3 separate regions of the Mus musculus genome follow, and all the other regions are linked to region 2. A link is a contact called in public HiChIP or PLAC-seq data. All regions are on one chromosome and are shown on one strand. Each heading gives the region's core, a stretch centred on a gene start, on an enhancer-like site or on the middle of the called end of the contact. The rest is flanking DNA. Distances are from core to core; before and after follow the strand shown.

Region 1 (3,945 bases), core at 1,436-3,935, 550 kb before region 2:
AAACAAACAAAAGATGGGTCCAGAATTAGGACAGCAGAGCCCGATGGAATGTAAGGGGATTAGGAACAATGCTAACTCAGGGGCCTGCAGAGATGGCTGAGCAGTAAGAGAGCTTACTGCTCTTGCAGAGGAGCCACAACATAGCTCACAAGTCCTGTGACTCCAGTCCCAGGAGATCCAACCTTCTTCCAGCCTCCTCAGGTTTGTGCACACATGTGTGCACAAGCACACATACCCATGTACACATAAATAAAAGTTAAAAACATTAAAAAATGAGAATGATGTAATGTGTGTTAAAGCACAGAGAGGTTTTATACAATAATCAATAGAACAAACCAGTGTACACGCAACATTTGCTACTCTGTAAGATACTTTTACACACAGAAAATAGTATGCAAAAGTGAGATTAGGAACTGGGATGACGGACAAGATTCGCAGAGGAATGTTACTGAAATCGTTATGGAAGTTCTCTTCAGAAGTTACTCGTCAGCTCGGTTACCAGCACAGCTAAGACAGGCTCCTTCTGACTTCAGTTGACTGGAGTTCTTTGTAAATAAGTTGATCATCTGAAGTCTATTGGGATTTGAGATGCCTGAGATTTGATTGACCTGTAGCCATGTGCAGCTCTCTTTTTCCTGCCGAGGCCTGGAAGTCAAGGACTACAGTGGATAAGCAGAGGCTGCACTTCAGCACAGACCTCAGAAGAGCCAGGAGCTTGTCCTGCCGAGGTGTTCTGCCCATGGGTGTGCAGCATACAGCTTTTCAGTTGTGCTGTTTTGTATTTTTTTTTCTATGCTAAAAATACTGACAATTGTTAGCGTACTGTAGGGAATATTCTATTAGGCACCTCCCCTATCAGCAGTGGTTTCTCTTCCCTGGGGAATGCTTTCTGGAGGGTGGTACACTGACCCTCACCCTAAGAGAGTGCTGCAGCCGTGAACCTCTAGGCTTTGGCTACCTGTGCGCATCTTTCTCCAGCTTGCTTTCTCCAGGACTCCCCTGCCTGTGTTATTACTTGGAACTTTACAGGCCATGGAGTGGTGTCCCTGGCAATCTGAGGTCCTTGCCGTGGGAGGAGGCGTGAAGGACGGATGCCTGCATGTTTTGGATATAAATACTGGGAAGAACATCCAGACTCCAAGCACACAGTCACAGGTAAGCACCTGGCTTCGTCTTCATCCCACCCTTCCTTACTTTCTGAGTCCAACAGGAACTCCGATTCTTAAGAATTTGTTTTTTCTACAATCTCTTAATGAGTGAGTCCAAAGTCAATCCCATTTGTATTTCTCTCCCTCCCTCCCTCCCTCCCTCCCTCCCTCCCTCCCTCCCTCCCTTCCTCTCTCCCTCCCTCCTTCTCTCCCTATCTCCCTCCATCTCTTCCTTCTCAGCTTTCTCCCCACAGTTTGACTCTGAAACTTGTATGTAATCTGGCTATCCCTGGCCAGCGCTCACAACTCATTTAAATTTCCTGGATCACTGCACTGGGGCCTTGGTCTTTGGAAGCCTTGGGATGAATCCCCTTAGGGTGGATATAATTTCTGTAAATACCCAATCCTCACTGAGGCTGGAGGATGGGCGACAGAGCAGAATGTAGTTTAGAGTCAGTTTAGGCACATTCGCCATGCATCAGAAGTTGCTAGCATTTGGTGTTTTGTGGTCCTCACTATAGATTTGTTCCCTCATCTGGCTACCTAAGACAAAGGAGATTGCGACCGGCCAAGGTGCACCCAAGAATGATGTGGCACTGTGGACCTGCCCCACGCTGTTCAGGTCCGGTGGGTTCTTCGGTGAGTGAATGCTACATACCTACCCGTGGCAAAGTTTGCTGCCACCAAGTGGGAAAGCTCTGGTCAAAGACTGATTCTTTGGTTTTTTTAACATCAACAGAAAAACAAATCCTCACACACCCCCATCTCAGAACACAGAGGTAAATGTTTCTAAACTTGATCGTTCTTGTCTAACTCTTAAAAGTGTCCAGGTTCCTCTTCCTTGGATATGTGTGTGCTTTAGGCAGCAGCAATCTTTGGCAGTTTTTCCAGATTTAGCATCATGGATTATTTTGAAGAGAATCTAGCAGTGTGAAGGAGAGCCGGAATATTAGACAGTGCTATGAAACCACCAAGAAGCAGGAGGCATCCTCTGTTAAAAAAAAAAAAAAATATATATATATATATATATATATAGTTAGTTAGTTAGTTAGTTAGTTAGGGCTAATACCAAACCTTTCTTTGGAGAGCTGAGAATTCTGTTTGTCAACCCACACCCCTTCCCCATCAGATAGACTTCCTGGCTCTGCTGAGGATCCAGCTCTAGTTGGCTTCATGTCACACTACTTCTCCCTCTGTCTGTCGGTCCCTCTGTCCCTCTGTCCCTCTGTCCCTCTATCCTCCCTCCCTCCCTCCCTCCCTCCCTTCTTTCTTTCCTTCCTTCCTTCTGTAGTTGTTGCTGGGAATCAGACCCTGGTGTCCTGTCATGGAGCCATGCCCTAAGAAGCCAGACTGCTATTCTCTCTCAATTTAGTTCTACAAACTCTTATTGGGATCTTTCTTGACACAAAGATTCATGGCGAGGAAGGAGAACCCACTTCTGTCCTCAGAACCTTCTGGAATGATAAAGGAGTTGTTGTATCTCCTTCTACCCCGCCCTGGCGATAAGATGAAAATGCTGGCTGAGGAGGCTGCAGAGGGAGCTTATCAACAGCTTGTGCTTCTGATAGAGTTCCTGTTTCCCGCTCTCCACTTGGCCCTGCCTGCCGATTGATCCCAGGAACTTATGTGCTCACCCTTTATTTTTGTGCATCTTTTATTTATCTTATGTTTATGGGAATGTAGAGAATACATAGGTGACATTGTTTCCCTTGAAACCTATGCTTTTGTGTGAGGAGACATACGGAAATCTAGTATATATAAAACTAGTATGTATAAAGCTAGGTCGCGCTAATACCATGACTTTTTTGGGGGGAGGGTTTCTCTCACACAGTTTCCTGTCATACAGACTTGCTGTCTGTGGCGTAGCTCCAGACAGCCCCAGGACACCTCTCTGTTCCTCAGTGGTCTCACTCTTTCTGATCTGTAGGAACTAGGGAACCAATATGTTCCTGTTCATTTTCTCCACACTGTCCTGTCTCTGTTATGGGCAAACACTCTACCATGAAGCCACATCTTCAGCCACTCAGACAACCCTTTTAAAAAATATTTATTGAGTTTATTCTTTAACAGTTTCATACATGTATACATATGCAAAGTGTACTGGATTGTGGTAGCCCTGACCATCTCTAAATCCCTTCTTACTGCTATTATCCCTGCTTCCCTCCATTTCCTTCTCACATCCATGGTGTGTGTATGTGTGTGTGTGTGTGTGTGTGTGTAAAGATCTATTTATTTATTTATTTATTTATTTATTTATTTTCAAGGCAGTGTTTCTCTGTGTACCTATGGCTGTCCCGAGACTCACGGAATTCTGCCTCTTAAGTGCTGGAATTAAAGGTGTTCTCCCTACCACCTCGGATGATTTATTTATCTATTTTTATTTTATGTGCAAGAGTGTTTTGCCTGCCTGTATGTATACGCATCATGCACATGCCCTCTGGAGATCAGAAGAGCATGTCAGATCCCCTGGAACTGGATGGTTGTGAGCTGCCCTGTGGGTGCTGGAGACTAAACTCTGTAAGAGCAGCCAGTGCTCTTAACCAGGGGGCCACTGCTCCAGCCCCACATTCATGCCTTTTTGTTTTAAGACTCACTGTGTTTAACCAGGATTGTTTACATGAAGTTGGGTTTGGAAGTACTCCTTGGACACTGGTAAGCCTCTTGGTGGGTGCACAGTTGAAGACAATGACTGCCCCAGAATCCACTGATAGCCAGTAGTTCAGCAGAGAAGGGTGGGCTTCATAAGCATCTGCCTCATCTGTGACTGACTATTGATGGTTCTGTCTTGCACAGGCTT
Region 2 (3,887 bases), core at 1,162-3,661:
TGTATAGTCTTGGCTGTCCTGGAACTCACTTTGTAGACCAGGTTGGCCTCAAACTCAGAAATCCGCCTGCCTCTGCCTCCCGAGTGCTGGGATTAAAGGCATGCGCCACCACGCCCGGCTTTGCAGTTCACTTTTTACATTTATGATATGTCTTACATTTATGATAGTTCCATGTCAGCACACAGTGTAGGGGAATGAAGATAATTTTCTCTTGATCCTCAATAATGGCCTACTTTAAGGTGGCTTTATACTGAACAAGATCAAAAGAAAACAAACAGAAGTTTTATGTGTGTACTTCTTGTGTTCATGGAAGATGACCCACAGAAATGAGGAAGTGTCTAGAATAGTTCTGAGATGGTTGCTTCAACATTGAAATTAAATATTATCATTGATTGAAACAAAGGATGAGCAGTGTGTGGAGAGAGATCTGCTATTGCAGGATAAAGCAGGGTAGATGAAGAATCTAGTGACTTAATGACCCTTCACTTCCCCGAGACCTTGCTTACAGATGGAAATGCACCAGAGCTTAGCAAAGCATTATGGTCCCATTAGTAGACGTTTCTATTGTCCTGAGCCAGCTATTTTTCTGAACTGTCTAATTGCTCATGGGAATGGAATAGAACAACTATGGTAACACGCTGAAACAGAGCTCTCTGGTTACCCCTAGGATGCTGCCCATTTCCAGTCTTCCCGCAACAGTCCCAGGATCTGGATCCCTTGAAGGTCTCTTTGTTGGTCATTTTGTTGACTCTTATCCGTGGCTTTATTTCTCAGCTACCGTAGGGAAGCTCAGACTTCCAGTAATCGAATCTGCTGAAACAACTAATAATAAGCAACTAATAATAAGACAAGGCATACGCGTTCCCTAACTGAAGCAGACCACGGTGGAATATACCTGTCATCTCAGCTACTGGGAGGCTAAAGCAAGAGAATCTTGGGTGTGAAGCCAGCCTGAGCAACAGAGCCAGACCCAGTCTCAAACAAAACAAAATGCTTAACCTGTGCATACACACAAGCACCATATAAAATACGGAACTTAGGGAGGAGCCCGGAGGTTGCTTAGACCCCCCCACCCTCACCCCGGAGTTGCTGCTAGCCTCTAGGCTGCCATGCTCATCTCAGGCTTGCTGTCTGCTCTCACCGCCTGCTCAAGAGAGCATGTGCATTACATCATTCAAGTGGCATAATGATTTCTGCTTTCCTGGCTAAAACCTGACTGGCGCAAATATCTCCTCAAAGCCATAGTCGCAGTGTTTATACAAGGCAAATTCTACATGACTGACACAGCACAGGCTGGGTGGGGCATTCTGTGAAGTACGCCTGTCTTTAAAAGAGGCTCTGAAAAGTCTCTTGTCTTTTCTGATTTCTTCTTATCACCAAGCATCTCCAGAGTATCTCTTGTCTGCTGCCTTTCTCGGCTATCTACTGCGTGCCTGCCGAGTTAGCCCTTTCAAAAGCTCGCCTTGCTGTGAGCTCAGAGTTTCCTACCATGGGAGGCATCTGAACACGGCTCAGCTATATCCTGACCTCAGGGTATCCGAGGGCTACAGGGGGTCAGCTGGGTGGTGTGCTCCTCTAGAAACCTGAAAAGGGAAGCCAGCACCTGCTTCTGAACTCCTTCCGTGTTGTCAGAATTTATCCCTTAAGGTTAGGACACCAAGGTCCCTGTTTTCCTGCTGGCTGTTGGTTTGGGACCCTTATCCTCTTGAAGTTCCTTGCTCTACGGCATTCCCATAACACAGTATCTTCAAAGCTAGCAAGGGACCCTTTCCATCCAGTCAAGACAGTCTTTTATAACAAAATATGGTCATCAGGGTGACATCTGATCATGTTTGCCATTGTTTTACAGTTTAGAAGCAAGTCACAGTTTCTACCAATACCCAGGGGACAAGATTATACAAGGATATAGATCAGTGGGGTTGCTTTATTGTGTCTACCACATCACCTTCAGGGTGACCAGACAGCCGTTCAATGTACAAAGCGACACACCCAAGCGTTGCTGATTCTTTTCAAGATAATCTGAGAGGGGAAGATTAGGATTTAAAAACAAAAAGAGCAACGAGTCTTGCTAGAAGTATTAATAGAATGTTCCAGGCTGAAGCAGGATGGAGGCACGTAGAAACCCGGGGCAGGCATGGGAGGAGCCCTCCCTTGAAGGCACAATCAGTCAGAGGCAAGTGTACTGTACACAGAGGGCCTATCGAACGATCGGGAGGATTGGAACCATGAAGGGGGCACCAACTACGCACACTCGATGTATAAAAGCAAGTGTTCCCGTTTTATAACATGTGGTCTTTGCTCTTCACCCTGCCTCCCTCCATCTGCTTCACCATCGCGGCGGGTTTCCAGGGAAACTTCTGTCCCGGAAGGTGGAGAGCGAGCGCGTGAGGAGGACATTCAGCAGCCACTTCCTGTTTCACAGCACACAACAGTGTGGTCAGGGCAGAAGCCACGTTTGGTTTCTTCTCTACAGTGCTCTAAAGTTTCTTGTTAAACTTCCTAGCTGTATCCAAGTTCTCCCACTCTGTCCCCTTTGAAGTGGCTGGGGACTCTGAAATTGGGCAGACCTGTTAAATCCACAGCACCGGGAGGACCTTATTCCTGCCCCAGCTGCGGTTCCTTTTGTGCCTCTTCCACAGCCCCCCATCCAGGGAGTTTTATACCTTGTAGTTTCAGCTTTCCAATACCGATGAAACCTCTGAATCATGGCTCCAGTCTTGGTTGGAAATAAAGGACGAAAGAATGTATAGCTACTTTTTTAGCCACGCCCCTTCCCATGAGTGGCCTCGCCAAGGTCAAGTTCTAGTTTCAGTCTAGTGTCCCTTCATGTTTCTCGGGAGACAGGGCGGCAATGAAGTCTGCCTTGAAATAAATCAGCGGCGAACACAGACTCATGATAGTCTGACAGTCCTTTTCTTTATACCAAGTTCCTGGTTGGTTTTGTTTGGGCAGTTTTGTTTTGAGATAAAGCCACACTGTAGTTCAAAGTGACTCCAAGCTCACAAGCATCCTTCCTGCCTTTACCTCTCCCTAATAGGCTAGTTCTTTGATGGCGAAATGAGCCTATTCAAACCAGATTAGGTCATATTAAATACAAGTTTATCCGGAAGCTGCTCTCAGGTGAGTTCGCTGGCCCCAAGGACTGAGGCCTGGGAAGTCATCATGGGGTGGAGTATGGGGGGAGAAAGGGCCTGGGCACAGAGAGGGAGAGAGGGATGGGAGAGAGAGACAGAGAGAGAGAGACACGGAGAGACAGAGGGAGAGACAGGCAGAGAGAGGGATGGGGAGAGGGAGGGGGAGAGGGGGGGAGAGGGAGGGGGGGGGAGAGGGAGGGGGAGAGGGAGGGAGAGAGGGAGAGCCCCCAAAATGTCTGGATCATAAAGCAAACGCCTTTAGAGGAAGGTAACTTTGAGGGTTGAGAGACCCTGGAGGCCTGCTTTGATGTATAAAATATGCACCTCAGTTCCTTGTTCCAAGGTCTGAAACCAAACACTCTCCCATTAGGATTACGTGCCTGTGCCATCATTGTACCTGGCTTAGCGTGCCTAGCTTTTCCAGCCATCCCTGTCCCCTACCTTCCCTTGGTAGCCTAAGCCAGTCTAAGCCTTCATTGTGGTCAGTTGTCTGTTCATTGGCTCATTCCACAAAAGATCCCACCAGCCCCTCCCCCTCTTCCGACAGAGAAATTGCAAAACAGGATGGTGTGACTAGAATAGACTCTGGGGGTCTGATTGCCTGGGTTCAAGCCCAGCTATCTCTGTGTCTCACTGGCTTTCTCATTGTGCTAATTATGTTTCTTATTGCTGTGATCAGAAATATGGCAAATGCCACTTTAGGGATGAACGTTTTTATTCTGGCCTACGGTGTGAGGGGACGCAGTTCACCAC
Region 3 (4,338 bases), core at 895-3,394, 590 kb before region 2:
CTTCTGGCCTCCTTGGAAACCAGGCACACAAGTACAAAGACATACACGCAGGCAAAACACTCATATACATAAAAATAAAAATATCTCTTAAAAAAGATACATCAACTAAAACTAAAATCATTAAGTCCCGATTCTGTGCCTAGCCAAGCACGCTCAGCATTCAGCTTGTTCTCACAGCCCCCAGAGGTGGGCATTGCTATCCTCAATGTTCTGTGTAGGAGACAAGTGAAGGCCTAAAGTTGATGATTTGTAGCTGGTCAGTGGTGGAGGCAGAGTTGATACCTTCTTCCGGAATCTAGACTTTACCTCTAGGTTCTTACTCTCCTGTCTACGGTCAGTGAGATCTCACATACTGTTTGTCGCATTTTTGGTTATATGAGGTGAGTTAGGTTCCACAAGCTCCCCCCCTTCCCCCCCCCCCCCCCCCCCCGCTCCCAGTAAGAGCTGTAGAGCTGTAGAGCTATAGTGTTTGACAGAGTTCTTGTTAGATTTTACTTGGATGCTTTGCTCAAGAAAGAGTTCCTGTCCTACCTTTTCTGTATACCCCAGAAATAAAAGCCACAGGGTTCCTGTTCATTGTCTTACAAGTGCTTTAGCTTGCTTTAAATAGATGGCCGTGGAAATAGATTCCCGTGGCTACTTTAATTATAGAGGAACCCTCACATGACTGGGTTTTGAAAATAAGTTATTTTGCTTTGGATCTCTGCAAAACCCTGGCAAACTGACAGGTCAACCTTGAGGATAATGACTCAGATAAAGAGGCCACCATAAAAGTAAGCATAAAGACATACTCAGTTAATGATGTGCTGCCATCAGGTATCCCTGAAGTGTGCAGCATTAGTACAAGGCAGGGAGACTGCCCCAAAGGGCAGTTAGATTACTGGAGAGTTGAAGTATCTGGGAAAGCAGGCATGGCCACGCTTCACATTAGGCCTTCACCATGATGGTCACAGGAGTAAAAACATATCAAAGTAGAATTCTTTACCATCCCAGAAGTCAGAACATCGAGTTAGAAAGTGGCAAAGGGCGAGGTTCTGGATCCTTGACAGTTTTATGAAAACTTCCCAGTAAAATAAACGAAATATGAGCTCTAGCCCTAAAAGTATCTATTTATCTTTCTCTATATCATTCATATGTAATGTATGAAATGAGAAGAATGAACAACATTGAGGCAGAGTAGATATTTACCAACAATAAATCTAAACGCAGGTTCTGCTTCCGGCCCTAAAATCTTAATCTTGTGGAAGATGGGGAATGTGACTCCGTAGTTCTGTCTCGCAAAAGATTCTACCTCCTTGCTGGACTTGGGCTCCGATTCTCCAAACTGATTGCACGGAAAAGCCAGGACGTTGAAGTGATAGGGCCCGAACTCCTTGTGTAGCTCCCTGAGAGTCTGGTAACTCTTGTCTGTGAAGCGGCAGTCACTAGCCACGTTTACAACCAGGGAAGCCTCCCGGAAAAAGAAAAAAAGAAAAAAAAAAGACCCACCGGAAAGAGAAGCAAAAGATTAAAAAAAAAATCTTCATACAGCTAAAATCCTAAGCCATTTTGGCAGACTACGAAGTCTGATAGATTCCATATTTTTAGACAGATCCAACTTTATTGAAAACCATAACCCAAATGAATGGTCGAAGACTGTGACAAAGTTTTAGTTAGGTTATGTAAAGAACACTCTTAGTAGCGGGTCTCAAAGCATCTCCTAGATAATACAGCATCGTTTCCTCACAAAAGAGAAGACAGCTTTCGAGAAAAACAGTTGCTTTGTGGAGTGGAAGTTTAAAGCTCTTAGAATTCTGATAACTAAAAGGACCACTAACGATATTACTTTGAAGACTACATTCCAACTTATGGCTGTGCCGAACCCCACTCTATGCTGAGAATAAGTGTCAGGGCCAAGGAACAACAGAAATAAAAGCCGGAAGACTTACTTTGCCTTTGAACTTTTCCAGAGACACGGTCCTTCCTTTGGCATCCTTTACTTCAAAGGAGTAGAAGCTGTTGGTTCTCGGCTTCAGGAATTTTAACTGAAGGAGAAAAAGCATCACGGTGCACAGAACCATAGAGAGCAAAACTGCAAATATCTTTGCTTTGGGCCCGGAACATTTTAATGGGTAGGCAGCGAAAGGCTCCATTTTGGACGATCCTGGGAGTCTCAGCAGGCTGGAATGCAAGGCGGGGCTGAAACTTGAAACCCGCCGAGCTTAAGGAGAGCCGGAAGGGGTTACAGACCCTTCGGCTGCTGAAGAGCAGGAGGACCCTTCCCAGAAGAATCAAACGAAGTCAGAAAATCAAAAAAAAAAAAAAATTGTTAACGTGGCTGCACTTTAACTTTTTTTTTTTTTTTGATAGAAGAATTCTATCGTTTTAGTAGATCCTTAAGACGCCCCCTTCTACGAAAACGTTTTACCAGAAGGTGGTGCTCTTGTAACTTGGAAATGAGTGGTCATCGGGCTGCTCAGCATCCCGTGTGTTCACTGAGCAATAGATTGGCTGTGGAGGACTGAATAACACCCAGAAATGGCTTAGAGTGTAGATTAATGTGGTCTGTTAATATGACGTGTGACCACAAAGAACTTAAAGGTTTTATGTATTTATTGACGTACTATATGAATATAGAGAATATTTATAATAGAGCAACGAAGGCTGGAAAAGATCATCCTATTTATTCTGACGTCATCTAGTGAAGGCAACCAGATGCCAGGAGAAGACAGCAAAAATAGAAAGCCATAAAGGCATAACACCCATTCTCTATTAGAAACCATAGCAGCTATTGTCTTCTTCAATTTTGTCTTTGTCACTGGTGAGATAGTTTACAACATAACATGCACACACACACACACACACACACACACTCACACACACAGAGGCACACATTCACAGGCACACAACTCACATACACAGATACACACACACAGACATCCACACACAGGCACACATATGCAGATACACACAGGTATACATATGAACACACAGGCACAGACATAGGCACATACACACAGGTATACACACATATACATAGGCACACACCCAGATACACCCATATACACATATCCCCATACATACACATATATACACACATTCCCCCCACATATGCACCCTCACACACATAGCCCCTCATATACATATACATACACATACATATACATACACATATATACAATACACACTATAGATATGCCCACATGCATACACACGCACATATATCCCACTGATAAATTTCATGAAATGGTTCTTTACCCACTCTGTAGTCCTGACCATTGCACTTCTGAGACAGCATGGTTCTGACCTATGAAAATGACTCATGGATTCCAAACTGTAGATGAAAAAATCCTGGGCTCTGTATTAAAGCACAACCCTTGCAGCAGAATTCAAATATTTAAATAGCAGAATTCAAGCACAAGCCCCAAATGAAATCCGCAAACCCACATCTGTGCGGACACACTCATTAGCTGCTGTATCTTTCATCTCTTTTCTCTTTGGCTATAGCTCACTACCCAGGGCCTTTGCTCTGAAGAGCATAGTTACTGGGGGTGGACACTGGAGGCAGCTGAGGGCTGCATATCCCCAGCCTCCTTAGGATTTGCCCTGTTTACCACACAGGAAATTCTGGACTAACATGACATCCACTTGGTGGCACTGCACATTTCTAGGAGGTCTAGACGCTGGCTTTCTCTTGCTCCTGGTGCTTTTGAGCACCTGTCCCCAGCTTCTGTTGTGTGTGGGGTTGGGTGTAGTTGAGCAAAGGTAGTTTAGGCTTGAAGTTAGGTAAGAGGATTCAATGGTAGTGTGTACTGGTAATCCCAGCACTGTGGCAGCTGAGGTAGGGGGATCATGGTTCTGTCTCCAGTCAGGGTTACACACAGAGAGCCGGTCTCAAAAATAAAAACAAGAAAAACAAAAAATTAGAAAGCAACCAACTAACCACTACCATTTCCACTACCACCATCACCACCACCTCTTCCTCCTCCTCCACCCCCACCACCATCACCACCACCTCTTCCTCCTCCTCCTCTTCCATCACCACCACCACTATCACCACCACCTCTTCCTCTTCCTCCTCCTCCTCCCCCTTTCCCACTACCACCACCACCACCTCCTGTTCAAAGGACCCGCCTTCCACCATGTCCTTTGTTACTCTTTTGTTACTCAGCCACTCTGGCCTCACTCTCCATTGGGCTGGGACCCTTGAACCTCTTACATTACCTTCACCTAGTCCACCCAAGACCTCTGGACTAAGAATTTTCATAGCCTCCCCTTTAAAAAAAAGATTTATTTTATTTATGAGTACACTGTAGCTGTCCTCAGTCATAGCAGAAGAGGTCATGGGATCCCATTACA

Evidence for each region. HiChIP or PLAC-seq counts read pairs in DNA pulled down with a chosen protein or histone mark.
Region 1: a contact with region 2 is called in an H3K27ac HiChIP or PLAC-seq map of extraembryonic endoderm stem cells, with 3 times the contacts expected there. The contact joins two enhancer-like sites. A contact is called at or near these places in 3 of 115 datasets of contacts at active chromatin or transcription factors (astrocytes, embryonic stem cells and extraembryonic endoderm stem cells) and 1 of 9 other capture datasets (embryonic stem cells).
Region 3: a contact with region 2 is called in an H3K27ac HiChIP or PLAC-seq map of extraembryonic endoderm stem cells, with 5 times the contacts expected there. The contact joins the promoter of Gpx8 here to the enhancer-like site in region 2. A contact is called at or near these places in 4 of 39 promoter capture datasets (the C10 cell line, cranial neural crest, liver and 1 more), 36 of 484 Hi-C or Micro-C datasets (the C3H10T1/2 cell line, CD4 T cells, the HL-1 cell line and 22 more), 9 of 115 datasets of contacts at active chromatin or transcription factors (the NIH/3T3 cell line, bone marrow-derived macrophages, embryonic fibroblasts and 4 more) and 2 of 9 other capture datasets (adipose tissue and embryonic stem cells).

What each region holds. Positions count from the first base shown.
Region 1 is chr13:113,082,261-113,086,205 of GRCm38.p6, forward strand. It overlaps Cdc20b (cell division cycle 20B), which reads left to right. Exons shown (of 12, transcript NM_001281487.1): 10 at 1,030-1,155; 11 at 1,670-1,787. Among named protein-coding and RNA genes, the nearest start is that of Gzma, 17 kb to the right of the region's middle. Within about 2 kb of position 2,686, at least 1 of the 459 cell types and tissues checked has an H3K27ac peak or open chromatin away from gene starts, as enhancers often do. A contact at or near this core is called in extraembryonic endoderm stem cells, where this site is marked.
Region 2 is chr13:113,633,755-113,637,641 of GRCm38.p6, forward strand. No RefSeq gene overlaps it. Among named protein-coding and RNA genes, the nearest start is that of Snx18, 17 kb to the left of the region's middle. Within about 2 kb of position 2,412, at least 92 of the 459 cell types and tissues checked have an H3K27ac peak or open chromatin away from gene starts, as enhancers often do. A contact at or near this core is called in Th1 cells, adipose tissue, bone marrow-derived macrophages and 1 more, where this site is marked.
Region 3 is chr13:113,044,244-113,048,581 of GRCm38.p6, forward strand. It overlaps Gpx8 (glutathione peroxidase 8 (putative)), which reads right to left and starts at 2,145. Exons shown (of 3, transcript NM_027127.2): 1 at 1,929-2,145; 2 at 1,189-1,450. The coding sequence starts at 2,132. All of the region lies in intron 2 of Cdc20b (cell division cycle 20B), which reads left to right.